Linked DNA regions of Mus musculus: region 2 is linked to region 1. The links are chromatin contacts, called in public Hi-C maps. All regions are on one chromosome and are shown on one strand. The core of a region is the stretch at or near the end of the contact, and the rest is flanking DNA. Distances in the headings are between cores, read along the strand shown.

What was found. A called contact is a pair of places that touch in the nucleus more often than the background predicts.
Region 2: a Hi-C map of myocytes shows a contact between it and region 1, with 5 times the contacts expected there. The contact joins the enhancer-like site here to the promoter of Dyrk2 in region 1. A contact is called at or near these places in 4 of 39 promoter capture datasets (the 3T3-L1 cell line, the C10 cell line, cancer-associated fibroblasts and 1 more), 2 of 15 datasets of contacts at CTCF or cohesin (the NIH/3T3 cell line and large pre-B cells), 30 of 484 Hi-C or Micro-C datasets (the C2C12 cell line, CD4 T cells, CD8 T cells and 19 more), 15 of 115 datasets of contacts at active chromatin or transcription factors (the 230-238 cell line, the NIH/3T3 cell line, T-cell acute lymphoblastic leukemia and 12 more) and 2 of 9 other capture datasets (adipose tissue and embryonic stem cells).

What each region holds. Positions count from the first base shown.
Region 1 is chr10:118,865,603-118,871,582 of GRCm38.p6, forward strand. Dyrk2 (dual-specificity tyrosine-(Y)-phosphorylation regulated kinase 2) reads right to left here and starts at 3,301. Exons shown (of 3, transcript NM_001014390.2): 1 at 3,119-3,301; 2 at 2,548-2,696. The coding sequence starts at 3,167.
Region 2 is chr10:118,989,204-118,995,183 of GRCm38.p6, forward strand. Gm33624 (a long non-coding RNA gene) reads right to left here. Exons shown (of 4, transcript XR_872094.1): 2 at 3,711-3,815; 3 at 1,348-1,490. Among named protein-coding and RNA genes, the nearest start is that of Gm33624, 15 kb to the right of the region's middle. Within about 2 kb of position 2,233, at least 56 of the 459 cell types and tissues checked have an H3K27ac peak or open chromatin away from gene starts, as enhancers often do. A contact at or near this core is called in the C2C12 cell line, the NIH/3T3 cell line, Sertoli cells and 9 more, where this site is marked.

The DNA.
Region 1 (5,980 bases), core at 2,051-4,550:
TTTAGTATTGAAAATTCTATCCGACAACAAAGGCTAAGAAGTCTGCCACTTCATCACCCTCTCGCGATACCAAAATGGCAAGCAACAGATGCTCCTCGTGCTAAGACTTCTGGGAGTTTTAAAGCCTCCCCAAATCATCTTAGAAATGATGTGTGCTGTTATGGGAAGAAAACCGTGGAGGTTAAAAAATAAAATCACTGATGAATAATTTAAGCATTAAAAGTTATAAGGATATATACCAATATCTTGGAATCTATAGAAATTAAAAGTTTTCAAAAATTTTATCATCGCCCATATATTATTATTATTTTTTAAAGCCAATGAGAATTGAGATATTTATTGGTTTTACTTTTAGGACAAGCTGACCCAAACTAAATTGCTCTAGTATACAATAAACGTCATACAAAAAAAAGAAAGCAAACTACCATGGGAAATTCCAAAGTTCATAATCCTGTCATGTGTTTAAGGGAGAAAGGGCCCCCCTGCTCTGCTCATTTTTCTTCCTGCCCTTTCTTTCTCCCTCTGCCATTCCTCCACAGTTCCTCCCAGGGGTAACTGCTCCAGAAACAAACACATAAACACTTTTGAAAATGTGGAATATTGGGACTCTGGATCTGTAAAGGTTCTAGTATTTATAATTAAGCTAATACTGGTTCCCAGAACTAGTAGTCCCAAATAGTACATTAAACGAAGACTCGGGAGGGTGTGTGACTCGGCAATACACATCAGAGTTGCCTCTGGACTCCTGACAGCTCAGTTAACCTGTGGAGTCTGCCTCCTCAGGTAAACACACAGAGGAGCCAGATCAACTCTGTGCTCCTTAATGCCTGATCTGGGAAACCTGCAATGTTACACAAACCAAGTCGAAAGTAACATTTGAAATACAAAGCTTCACTTTCAAAACGGAGCATCCAAGGATGCAGAGTAGCCGAAGTTCACCCTTCAACTACAAACAGCCATGTCACACACAGGTCACAAAGCACAGGCGTCTATCCCGAAATCGCCTTCATGGCCTTTCCTCTCTGATGCCACACAGGCTATTCTGCTAGTGACAACTTCTCCTTCACCCGGTTCCATGACATATTTCAACCGCAAAGAAGTTCTGATCAGGCTAAGGCCATCCTTACAAAAACTGGGAAACCAGAGGCAAACTGAATTATTTCTTTTCCAGTTCACACCATGTAACATGAGCACACCAACACATGGGGGAGGGGGAGCTGGGGGGAGGGGGATGGACGCTGTATTTTCCAAACTGTCAGATGATTCAAAACCAGCCAAAACCACAAAAAATCCAAACCTCTAAAACCAATGGCTGTTCCTTTGTAGGATGCCCTTGTGGCAATCACATCCCTACTAACTGCAGGCTCTCTTTCCCAGCAACAGTACAACCCAGATGAGTTAATTCTGTGTATGTCCAGCCCCTAGGATAGACCCACAAGAAAAACAGAGAGAATAACAAAACATGTCTATGAGATTATCTACCTCTCTTATATGTCTCCATTACAAACAACTAAAGTCCACCTTCTTCTCATCTCCTGTGATAAGCAAGTTTCAGTCACACATGATTCCCCACCCCCCTCCCCCAGAGATGCTCCCTGCAGGCCACAAACCATGGGTGGGTGCTCTCAACCAACTTTCACTTGGTAACAAAATCCTATGCCCTGCAAGCAACCTCACATAGAAACCATCCTAGGTTGCTCACGCTCCCAGAGAGCCTTTGGGAAAGAGACCTTTGAAACCACCACCTTCTGCAAGCGCACACCTCCTCTAGGCTCCAGGTCACCATCCAAAGGCCATCGCTGGGAGCCGAGGAAAGGTACATTCTGAAGTCACATCCAGCTTGCCAGTCTCTACAGCTACCAGTCCCAGGCTCCGCTCTCCTCCCCAGGGACTCAAGGGACAGCCCTTGTCAGGTGCCCTTCCTTTGCCACCTACAAAGCAAAGCCCAGTCTTTCCTTTTGAGCAATATCCACGTTGAGAATCCTGCGGGGGGGGGGGGGTTGTTTTGTTTTGACTACTGCTGTAGCTCTTATTTTTGTTAATGTTAATTACAATTTCTGCTGTGCTCAAACCTGTAGCTCTCATAAAACATGCTTACACACGCGGGGGACAATTGGCGGGTGCTCCCTGCTGGCTGGAGCCAGGCCTCGGAGGCTCTTTGGGGGATCGATTTTCCGGGCAGGGTAGGCTAGCTGTCCCCTAACACATACGTTTCTATAAATATCCACTACCCCTGGGGTTGGGAGTAGATGTTTACCGGGTCGGGGGGGAAGGGAGCTCTGAGAAGCAGAGATGAAAAAAGGGGGAGGGGGCGCAAGGAGGAAGTTCCCAGGAAAAGGAGCCTGGGGTGGGCGAGCACCAGAGGGAAGCAAGGGGCCCACGCCACGAATCTCCTTTGTGGCAGCAGCTCGGGGCTCGCCCAAGTTGCAGAGGGCGGCGTCGAGGACAGGCCCCTGCTAGGGGCGTGGAGATTCGGCCCTCTCTTCCCACAGTCGGAACCCAACAAGCCAGGGGTCTGCCTGGCGCCCACCCGAAGCCAGGTCTCACCGTGTGGGCTGTAGTGGTAGCGTTGCTGGCCCGGAGAGGCGGCAGGGCGATGGGGGAGGGCGGGCCGGTCCCCACTCCGCTTCGGGGAGCCCCCGCGCCGATCCCCGGGGAAGCCTGAAGCTGGCGAACGGCGGTGTCCCCTCCTCGGCCTGGGAGCCACGCGCGGGAGGAGACAAAAGAGGGTCAGGGTGGGGGAAGAGAGCCACCCAGACCCCCCGCCCCCGCCCCGGTGGGCAGCGAACCCCCTCTTCTAGGGAGAAGATGGAAGGAGACACCCGGCCCGGGAAAAGCCGGCGGCGTGCGGGAAACAAGGGGGGTCGGGACGCGACTCCCCAGCGCGCACCCGCCAGCTGCAAAGTTAAGTTCGCGACCCGGCGGGGAGCAGTGCTGGGCCGGAGCTCCGGAGCCCACGTCGCCGGGCCGGGGGAGGGGAGGGCGGGCCACCGAGAAGGCGCAGCGGCGGGGTCGCGCTCCGGATGGCCCTCGCTCGACCCGCCGGGTTCGGGGATCCCGGGGCACCAACGCGCGCAGCCCGCGCCCCACGCCGCCGACAGGGTCCCGGGGCCCTTACCGGTCGGGTAGGCGGCGGGAGCGGCGGCCGAAGGTTTCCTGGTTAACATGGCCGCGGGAGAGGAACGTGCATGGCAGTGCTGCCCTCGCCGCCGGTCCCGCCGCTACTCCTCGCCGCCGCCGCCGCCGCCTCCTGGTCGCCCCTCACGCGGGTCACCCGCGCCTCGTCGCCGCCTCGCTCCCGCTACAGCCAGACACACGCAGTCCGCTGCATCCCCTCGGCCCGGACCCGCCGCCGCGAGCCCCCCGCTCTCCTCCTCGCCGCCGCCGTCCCCCTCGTCCTCGGGCGGCTGCTGTACCCCCCGGCCCGTGCACATGCCTCGCCCTCCCCTGCCGCACCGCTGGCCTCCCCGACTCCCTCACATCGGGGCCGCGGGGAGCGGGTTGCGGCCGCCGGGACCCACTCGCTCGGGAGCCTCCTCCCGGGCCCGCGCGCGTCCGCGCACACTCGCACACACGCTCGCCCCCGCGGCTCGCGCCCGAGAAGGCCAGCCCCGCCCCCGCCGAGGCCCCGCCCCGGACTCCCCCCACCCCCCACCCCCGGCCCCAGCCACACAGGCTGGCGGCCACCCCACCCCCACCCGCCACCCCGGGAGTCCCACCCCCTCCGATCTTCCGCAGAGCCGCCCTCCGCTCCCAGGAAAACTGCGACTCCGGCTCGCCCTGTGCCTCCCCTACGGCCATCTGCCCTCTACCCGGGTCCCCCTCGCCCCTGCGACGCCCCTCCCGGCACTACCGCGCAACCTACCGCGGCCGGCCTCCTCCCGAAATTGCTGCAGAGACCACTCCCTCTTCCATCACGCCCCTAAACACCGCTCCTAATGGCTGCTCCCAGACAATACTGCGGCCCCCCACCCCTGGCCCCGACCCTAGTCCCTGTCCCTGTCCCAGTGGCCCAGCCAGCCCCTCTCCCCAGTTTATCATGGAGAGAACTTAGTTGTATGAGGGTCACCTCGGAAAGTCAGGCTCCGAGGAGGGACTGCGGCTGAGCCTGGTGACCCAAGCATGGACGAAGGAAGGGGCTGCCCTTCCACCTTCATTTCAGCCACGCACGCCCTCCCTGATTCACTGACACCGAGTGACCGCTGCCCTCCAGTCGCTAGGACAAGGGGAGGCAGACAGGCGCCTGTGGACCGCAGCTGAGGTAGCAGTTGGCTGTGGGTTGCTAGGCAAAAATAAACATCAGAGACACCTCCCATTTCCTTACAACTCCAAGCCTTTCCCCGGCGCGGCGCGGCCACTGAGACAGACACACCTTCCTTTCAGCTCTCTGCTGCACTGGTGCGACACCTCTGATTCCTCACATCCTCGGAGGAAAAGATTCCTTTTCCCTTTCCCTTCCCAGACACGTGGAGAATTTCCCCGCCCTTTTCATTTGTGGTCTATAGCCTCTGTTTCCCAGAAAGAACAAAAATTTTCTTCTCTGTCGTCGCACACCTTATGCTTTGTCGCGCGTGGCACACTTGTGCACCTTTGTCCACTTGGACAGCCAGGTGTGGAGGGAAAGCTTCAAAAAATCCCAGCAGATAGGGAAGAAAGTTGGACCGCATCCAGGCATGCACTTCCTTCCTGGGAGGTGCCTAATTTCTGAAGTGCTCCTGGAGTCCCGGGTCCATTTTTTACTGTCCTGTTCATTGTGTCTGTCCCCAGGTCCCCGAGAGTGCTGGCCCCAGCTAGAGCAGACTTCAGTCCAGAGGGAGCTACCTCCTGCTGTTCTGTGGGCTCTGCTGTTTGCAAATTGTCATAGCAACCTCCTACAAAGATCACCTCAGCTTTATCCAAATGCCAAAGGGACCGGCCCACATTACAGTGTGACCCTCTAGGGCGCCTACAGAGTAATAAGAGGAGGGCACACTCCACCCTCGAAGAGAATGAGAGACAGAGACAGACAGAGAGGAGAGAGGCAAGCAGACAGGCAGAGACACACAGAGAGACAGAGACAGACTAATTTCCTTCCGTTTGGGGGTCCTTTTACAAGAAAATAGGGCCACGGTACAATATTAATAATCGGCTCATGCCATGACCTAAATTGCCCCTAGCAAGAAATCCCTCCCTGCGCTTATCGCCTGCAAACTCACTCGGGAAGGCTGGAGTAGCATTCAGAATTAACCAACAGAAAGGGGATACTAAGGAGCAGCTACATGGCTACAATGTATCTGAGATCCTCGGAGTGGTCTCGCTATTGCTATGCTCGCAGCCTGTGCGCTTTCAAGAAAATTCAGGCAGTTTTCCCCCTTACTCTTTCTAAACAATTATCTCCTTCCCATCTTATTTTTTGAATACTCCATACGACTGATGTTTGAAAAGAATACTGTTCTTAAATATCAATTCCAGTATCAACTTATTTCAAATACCATTGCTTCAAAATTAAATAAATAATAAGAAAAATCATAAATAAGAATACTAATAGTACAGGTACATTCTAGCTCTGTTTCCAAATTAATAATATTAATAGAATAAAAATAAGGGAAAATGAACACTTTTTTTACAAAGAAAATTATTTGCTTTAATTAAAGAAAAGGGTATGTGTCTCATTTAGTGAACTTTAGATAAAATACCTTTTACTCTATGACAATTTCATAATGCAAACTATATATTGATCATATCTACCCCCAACTCTCTCTGCCCACTCCCCTCTCCCACACCCTATCCCAACTCTCTCTCATGACCCCACCCCCAGCCTCCAGCAACTGCCAACATCTTTCTCCCCTTCCCCTCCCCCCTCCCCCCTCCTCCCCCTCCTTCTTGACCTTTTCATTGTGCTTTGGTTTTCTAGAGCCCACTGGGTCTAACTAGCTCTGTCAGGTTGCTGACTGTTTGGTTTCATCTTGCAATGGTGACATGGCTCCTGTGAGTTCTTGTG
Region 2 (5,980 bases), core at 983-3,482, 120 kb after region 1:
GCCCAGAGAATCCTAGAAGTCCCACCTCTGCCTCTCTGCCTGACCATTGGCTATCGCCATCTTTATTTACTAATGAGAACCTACTGTGGGCAGTCCCTCAGTGTCTTCCGTTCATGGGAGACACTGAAAACAGGTTTTGGGGGGAACATAACTAGCATGAGCATAGAAGCAGCTCCAACCCTGCCCACCCTTTGTTCCTGCCTCTTGATTGGCTTCGTTTATGGTCTTACTGAAGACTCTGCCTTTTCTATATCAGCTGTACTAGACTGGACCCTTATCGTCTCCACCTTTTGTTTTATGCCTTTTGATGGAGACTTACAGGGGAAGGAGGCATGGCTCAGTGGCAAAGAATTTGCCTGGCATAGGTGAGCCTTCACGTTTCCCCCATGTTCTGGCCCCAGCAGTTTTCCCTCCCTACCACACATAAAAAAAAAAAAAAAAAAAAAAAGTTAACAAATAAATCATGCTGTGGAAAACAAGAGAACCCTTCATAAGCAATGTTACAAAATGAATCATTGTCTATATTATTTCCAATTATTTATCACTAATCCGTTGTAAGCCATTTCTATATGACTTGAGGTAATCTATAATATTATCTTCCCCAGCTTTCCCAGGACCATTTGTTGTCTTGCCCATCCCTTGAATAATCTGAAAGGTATCTTTATCGTATGCTAAATATTTTATACTCTTGGGTGTGGTCGATTATGTTACCACACCCTCGCTAAGTATTTCAGAACCCCTCCCTGTGGAAGCGGTCCGGCAGGGATTAAACATCTGTTAGCCTGGGGTGTGGCCACTTGGCCGGTGGTGGTCAGCGAAACCCCATCAGGAATGACAAACATCTCCTATAAACAGATGCTTCAGGGGCGCAAGTGGCTCACCCTGCTTCCTGTCCCTCTGGAACACCATTACAAATCTGATGGAAGTTACTCCGTCAGCCTGGGCACCCGGATGAAAGTAGAATGGAAGAAAAGTCAACTGCCCCACAAAGGATACACAGTTTGAACAAAAATCCTCCTGGCTTATCAGCTCAGAAGGCTTTGTTTTCACAGGAAAGCCCATAAAAACCTAATCTGTCTTGACTATGTTTCTGTCCTTTCTTGAGTAGGAACAAGGGGCTTAATTTAATTTTTGTGTTTTGGTTCCTGGGGATTGAACCTAACAAGTTAGATCCCTCATCCTTCATTTTTATTTTGAGATGGGGGTTCACTGAATTGGCCAAGCTGGCCCAGGCAAGGCTTAAATTTGAAATCCTCCTGCCTCAGCCTCAAGAGCTGCTGGGATCGTAGGCCTAGAGCACCAGGCTGGCCTTCATGAGCCTTATTCTTGCTTAATAATCATACCCACCTGAAATCAAAAGTAGCTGCAAGCCCCTGCTTGTCAAAACAAGACCAGAAGTGATCCAAAAACGTCGCCACAAACGGTTTCTATGCTTCGTGTTTTTCTTTCTTCATCCAGCATTTTGGAATGCAGGGAGCAAGCCACGGGGGCTGGAAAGGAAGGACAAACCCTGGCAAGAGGCTGCAGGACAGCACTTAAAATTGTGTAACAACACCACTTGGGGGATTCTAGTGTTATCTTTTGCCCCACCAGGACAAGAGCCTTAACTGCAGACTGAGTTCACGGAGCTGACTGTGAGGCCATTCTATCTGTGATGTTCACACCTGCCATCCCTCTGTGTGGGCCTGACTTAAAGCTCCACAGTACATTTATTAAAATAATTCTGCCTCTGTCTGGAAGTGACTTGTTCATGCCCAAGAGGACAAGAAGAAATCCGTAATCTAGAATATCAGACAGATGTCTTGGAGGTCCAGGAAAAATCTACAAGATCATGTCTTCCCAGCTTTGAGATTACCTTCATGACCTCGCATGTAGTCATGAATAAGAAATGATGGATTCTGGTAAAAAAAAAAAAAAAAGAAAAGAAAAGAAAAGAAAAGAAAAAGAAAAAAAAATCGCATTTGTACACGACAAGACCTGATTCTGTTCTTCTGCCCAAATTATGACAGTGAATGGTGGCCAACCTTTGGCTTGCTCTTGAGCCCAAAGTCAGAGAAAAAAATGTTATCTTTTCCAACGGCATTTCTACTCCATCCCACCTCCCCGAGCCTCCTCCGCAGCTCATCAGAGATTCACAGACATATAAATCAGAGTTGGCTCTACATACAGAAGGAGAGAGAACTGGACACCGCCCAAACAGAGATGTCATTCCCAGAACAATTAGTCACCAGCAGCACACATTCCATGCAGCGGTCAGGAGCAAGAGCCTCCCGAAATAAGTGCAGTCAAGAATCAGAGCTGTTAGGGAGAGAGAGAACACTAGTGAAGCTTCTAGCCCAGGGCCACCGTGTGGGAACTCTCCACACTGGGTACAGAAAGCCTGCTGGGGAAGCAGGGTGGGGGCTGCCAAGGACTCAGGTACACAGAAAGGGTGATGGGAAACAGAAAAAAAAAAAAAAAAAAAAAAAAGCCGATCTGGAACAAATCTAGAGTGTTCACTTCGTCCTCTCCTGGGAAGAGGTCTAAAGGCATATGCTCTATGTGGTGGTCATATGTTATAGTTATGTGTGTGATGGTTCTCACTGGGCAATCCATAGCAAGACTTGGATCTACCTGTCTGTGAAAAATATCTCACATTCATGATGAGGTTTTGCCCTCCTTGTGCCCATGAAAGGCAAGGAAGGAACACATTTTGCTCATAAGGAAACTGAGGCACAGCTGGGTGATGAAGTTGAGAAGTGATAACTGCTCTTTACTTGGGAAAATGATTCTTGGGCCCTTTCCTCTAGGCCCTGATGCCTAATTGGTAAGTTCTTTCAAGAAAAAAAAGGAAGGAAGGAAGGAAAGAAGGAAGGAAGGAAGGAAGGAAGGAAGGAAGGAAAGAAAGAAAGAAAGAAAGAAAGAAAGAAAGAAAGAAAGAAAGAGAGAGAGAGAGAGGAAAGATGGAAGGAAAGAAAGAAGGAAGAAAGGAAGGAAGAAAAGAAGGAAAGAAGGAAAGAGGGAAGGGGAAAGAAGTGGAGGAGGGGGGAGGAAGGAAGGAAGAAGAAATGAAGGGAGGGGAAGAAAGAGGGAGGAAGGGAGGAAGGGAGGGAGGACAGGAGGAAAGAAGGAGAAAGAAGGAAGGGGAAAAGAAAGAAAGAAAGAAAGAAAGAAAGAAAGAAAGGACGACCAAAAGAAAGAAACAGACAAACAAAGAAAAGGAGGAAAGAAGGAAGGAAGGAAAGAATGAAAAAAGGAAGGAAGGAAGGAAAGAAGGAAGGAAGGAAAAAATGTTGTGAATGGCTAATACTCAATCCAACCAAGAAAGATCTGCCTGAGTCCAACCTGAAGCTGAGCCCTTAGCAGCCAGTGAGATATCACTGCACACTAGGCTGGAAGGAGCCAGGCTTGGCACCTTAACCCACTTAGGTCACTGAGACTGTATCAGCAATTAAAGGACAGTCTGAAGAATGGAGAAGGTCACTGGGTCCAGCCTCCAAATGGACAACATTCTCAAGCAATTCTTTTTTGACGCTGGTAAGATTCTTCACCGTGCATGTGATATTTTAAAATTCAATTCAGCTTAAACTGTTTTAAGCTGGGATCCAATTCATTAGACTTCTTAGCATGGCAGGTTGGTTATTTTTGCCACTGTGACAGAATACCTGGCTAAAAGACATTTAAGGGGAGAAGGTTTCCCTTGGGCTCACAACTTAGGGGATACAATTCACCATGGTAGAGCAGGCATCGAGGCAGGAGCAGGGCATGCAGCTCACACTCCTCAGATCTTGGACCAACAGGAAGTATAGAGTAGACAGGAAGAGGGGTATCTTCTCCTGCACAAAACATCATGACCAAGAAGCAAGTTAGGGAGGAAAGGGTTTATTCAGCTTACACTTCCACATTGCTGTTTATCACCAAAGGAAATCAGGACTGGAACTCAAGCAGGTCAGGGAGCAGGAGCTGATGCAGAGGCCATGGAGGGATGTTACTTACTGGATTGTTTCCCCTGGCTTGCTCAGCTTGCTTTCTTATAGAACACAGGACTACCAGCCCAGGGATGACACCACCCACAATGGGCCCTCCCCCCTTGATCACTAATTGAGAAAATGCCTTACAGCTGGATCTCAGGGAGGCATTTCCTCAAGGGAGGCTCCTTCTCTGTGATAACTCCAACTTGTGTCAAGTTGACACACAAAACCAGCCAGTACAAGGGGCCAAGCTATAAAACCTCAGAGGCTACCCCCTGCAACCCATTTCTTCTAGCAAACCTGTACCTCCTAAAAGTTCTCCAATCTCTTAAAGATGTATCACCAGCTGGAAACCATCAGATCAAACACAGGAGCCCGTGGAAGGTGCACGCCAGTCAACCCACTGCACAAGACAACCCTACCTAGCACCATGCATAAAAAGTGGAACCTTCTTAGCTTTGTTGTGTTTCACTCCATAATCCAATAACCATGAAAGCAGAAGTAAGATAACACAGCTCTCCCAACCAGACTCCGGGTCTCGAACTCACCTTTTTGTCAAACAGGACATCTTGACTCAGCAAATTCTCCATTGATTGTTTCCTGTGCGGCTTTTCTTTCTCCAATAAAAATTTGGAGCAATTTTTTTTTTTTTTTTTGGACTACATTATCCTTAGATTCACTTTGGGGTGACCTTAGATGACCATGCAAAACTAAGAGAGAAAGCCATACTTAGGTGCTTAAGGGACGTGAATAGACTGGCGTGAAGCCAGTGAGATTGTGAAACCTCTGGTAAATCAATAAACTCCGAACACTGAGACATTACTAACAGCACCTCAAGCCCACCAGCACCTGCTAATTGACTCCTACTGCAGATTAGGTCAGCCCTCACGCCACCTCTCTTTAGACTCCGTTTGGCAATACCTGTAATACCAGATAGGCCAGTTAGTAACACTCAGGAAGAGTGCTAATGAGATTTAAGCTGGCACGGGAGCTATCAAAGAAACACCATCACTTTAAACCTTAATCCTGTCCTTGCTTGAAAGAAAAGAGACTTGCTAGCCTGCCTTCCACTGAGACAAGCCGGGGAGCAGTGGCCATAAAAGAGTGTGTAACAAGAAGCTTGCAGGCAGCGCTGGCAAGGCCCTGGAGTCTGCCAGCGGCCTTACCGAAGGCTCAGCAGAACAGTAAGGAAGACGATCCATCCCCCATGGACACTGAGGGAGGTGAATGATCTGCGCATGTGCCTGGAAGACGTCATACAGAGGCCTTCTCCACTCTAGGTGGGATCGAGCATGGGGAGCCAAGAGTGTGCATTACAAGTCTCTGGTGTCTACTTCAGCATGGCTCCAGGTGTCCTTAATGAGATTTCTACTCAGATGTATTAGATTAACTTTACAAAAAAATATTGCTCGCAATTTGGTTCAGAGTGGGGAAACGCTCGGACCTGAGCTAATCTACAGGTTGGAAGCATTAACCATCACGCAGTTACCTAACCAACCGTTGCATAGGAGCAAAACACAATGCCAATAACGTTGTTGTTCCTGATTTTAACGTAAAGCAGTATTGTGGCTGAAACTAATGTGGTCCCCCCCCCCCCATTTTCTTGGCATGATACTGTGGGTGGGGGGAGATGAAGCAAAGCCTGTAGATTCAGATTTAGACTGAAAGTCTATCTATCTCAGGTAGCTAGATCAACCTCATTCAGGGTCAGCCAATCTCCAGCGATGAGCAGGTAAGAGCTGATGAAAGGCCTTTTTTTCTTCAGCTATATTTAGGCACCAAGAAAAATCCCTACACCGGGATGTCAGAGGCTCCTCTGGCTAAGCAGCCTCCTCCTGGCTTAGATAAGCAAACCTAGAAGAAACGCAATTCTGAAAGTCAGTGGCTTTTAGATTTCAAGTCAAAAATCACACACATAGGTCTATTTTTCTTTATTATTTATTACTGGCCTAAAACTTGGAGTCAAGTTTATCTCCTGAATCGCCACCATTCCAACTGCAAACCTGGAGCAGGGATTTAGTTCAAAGAGT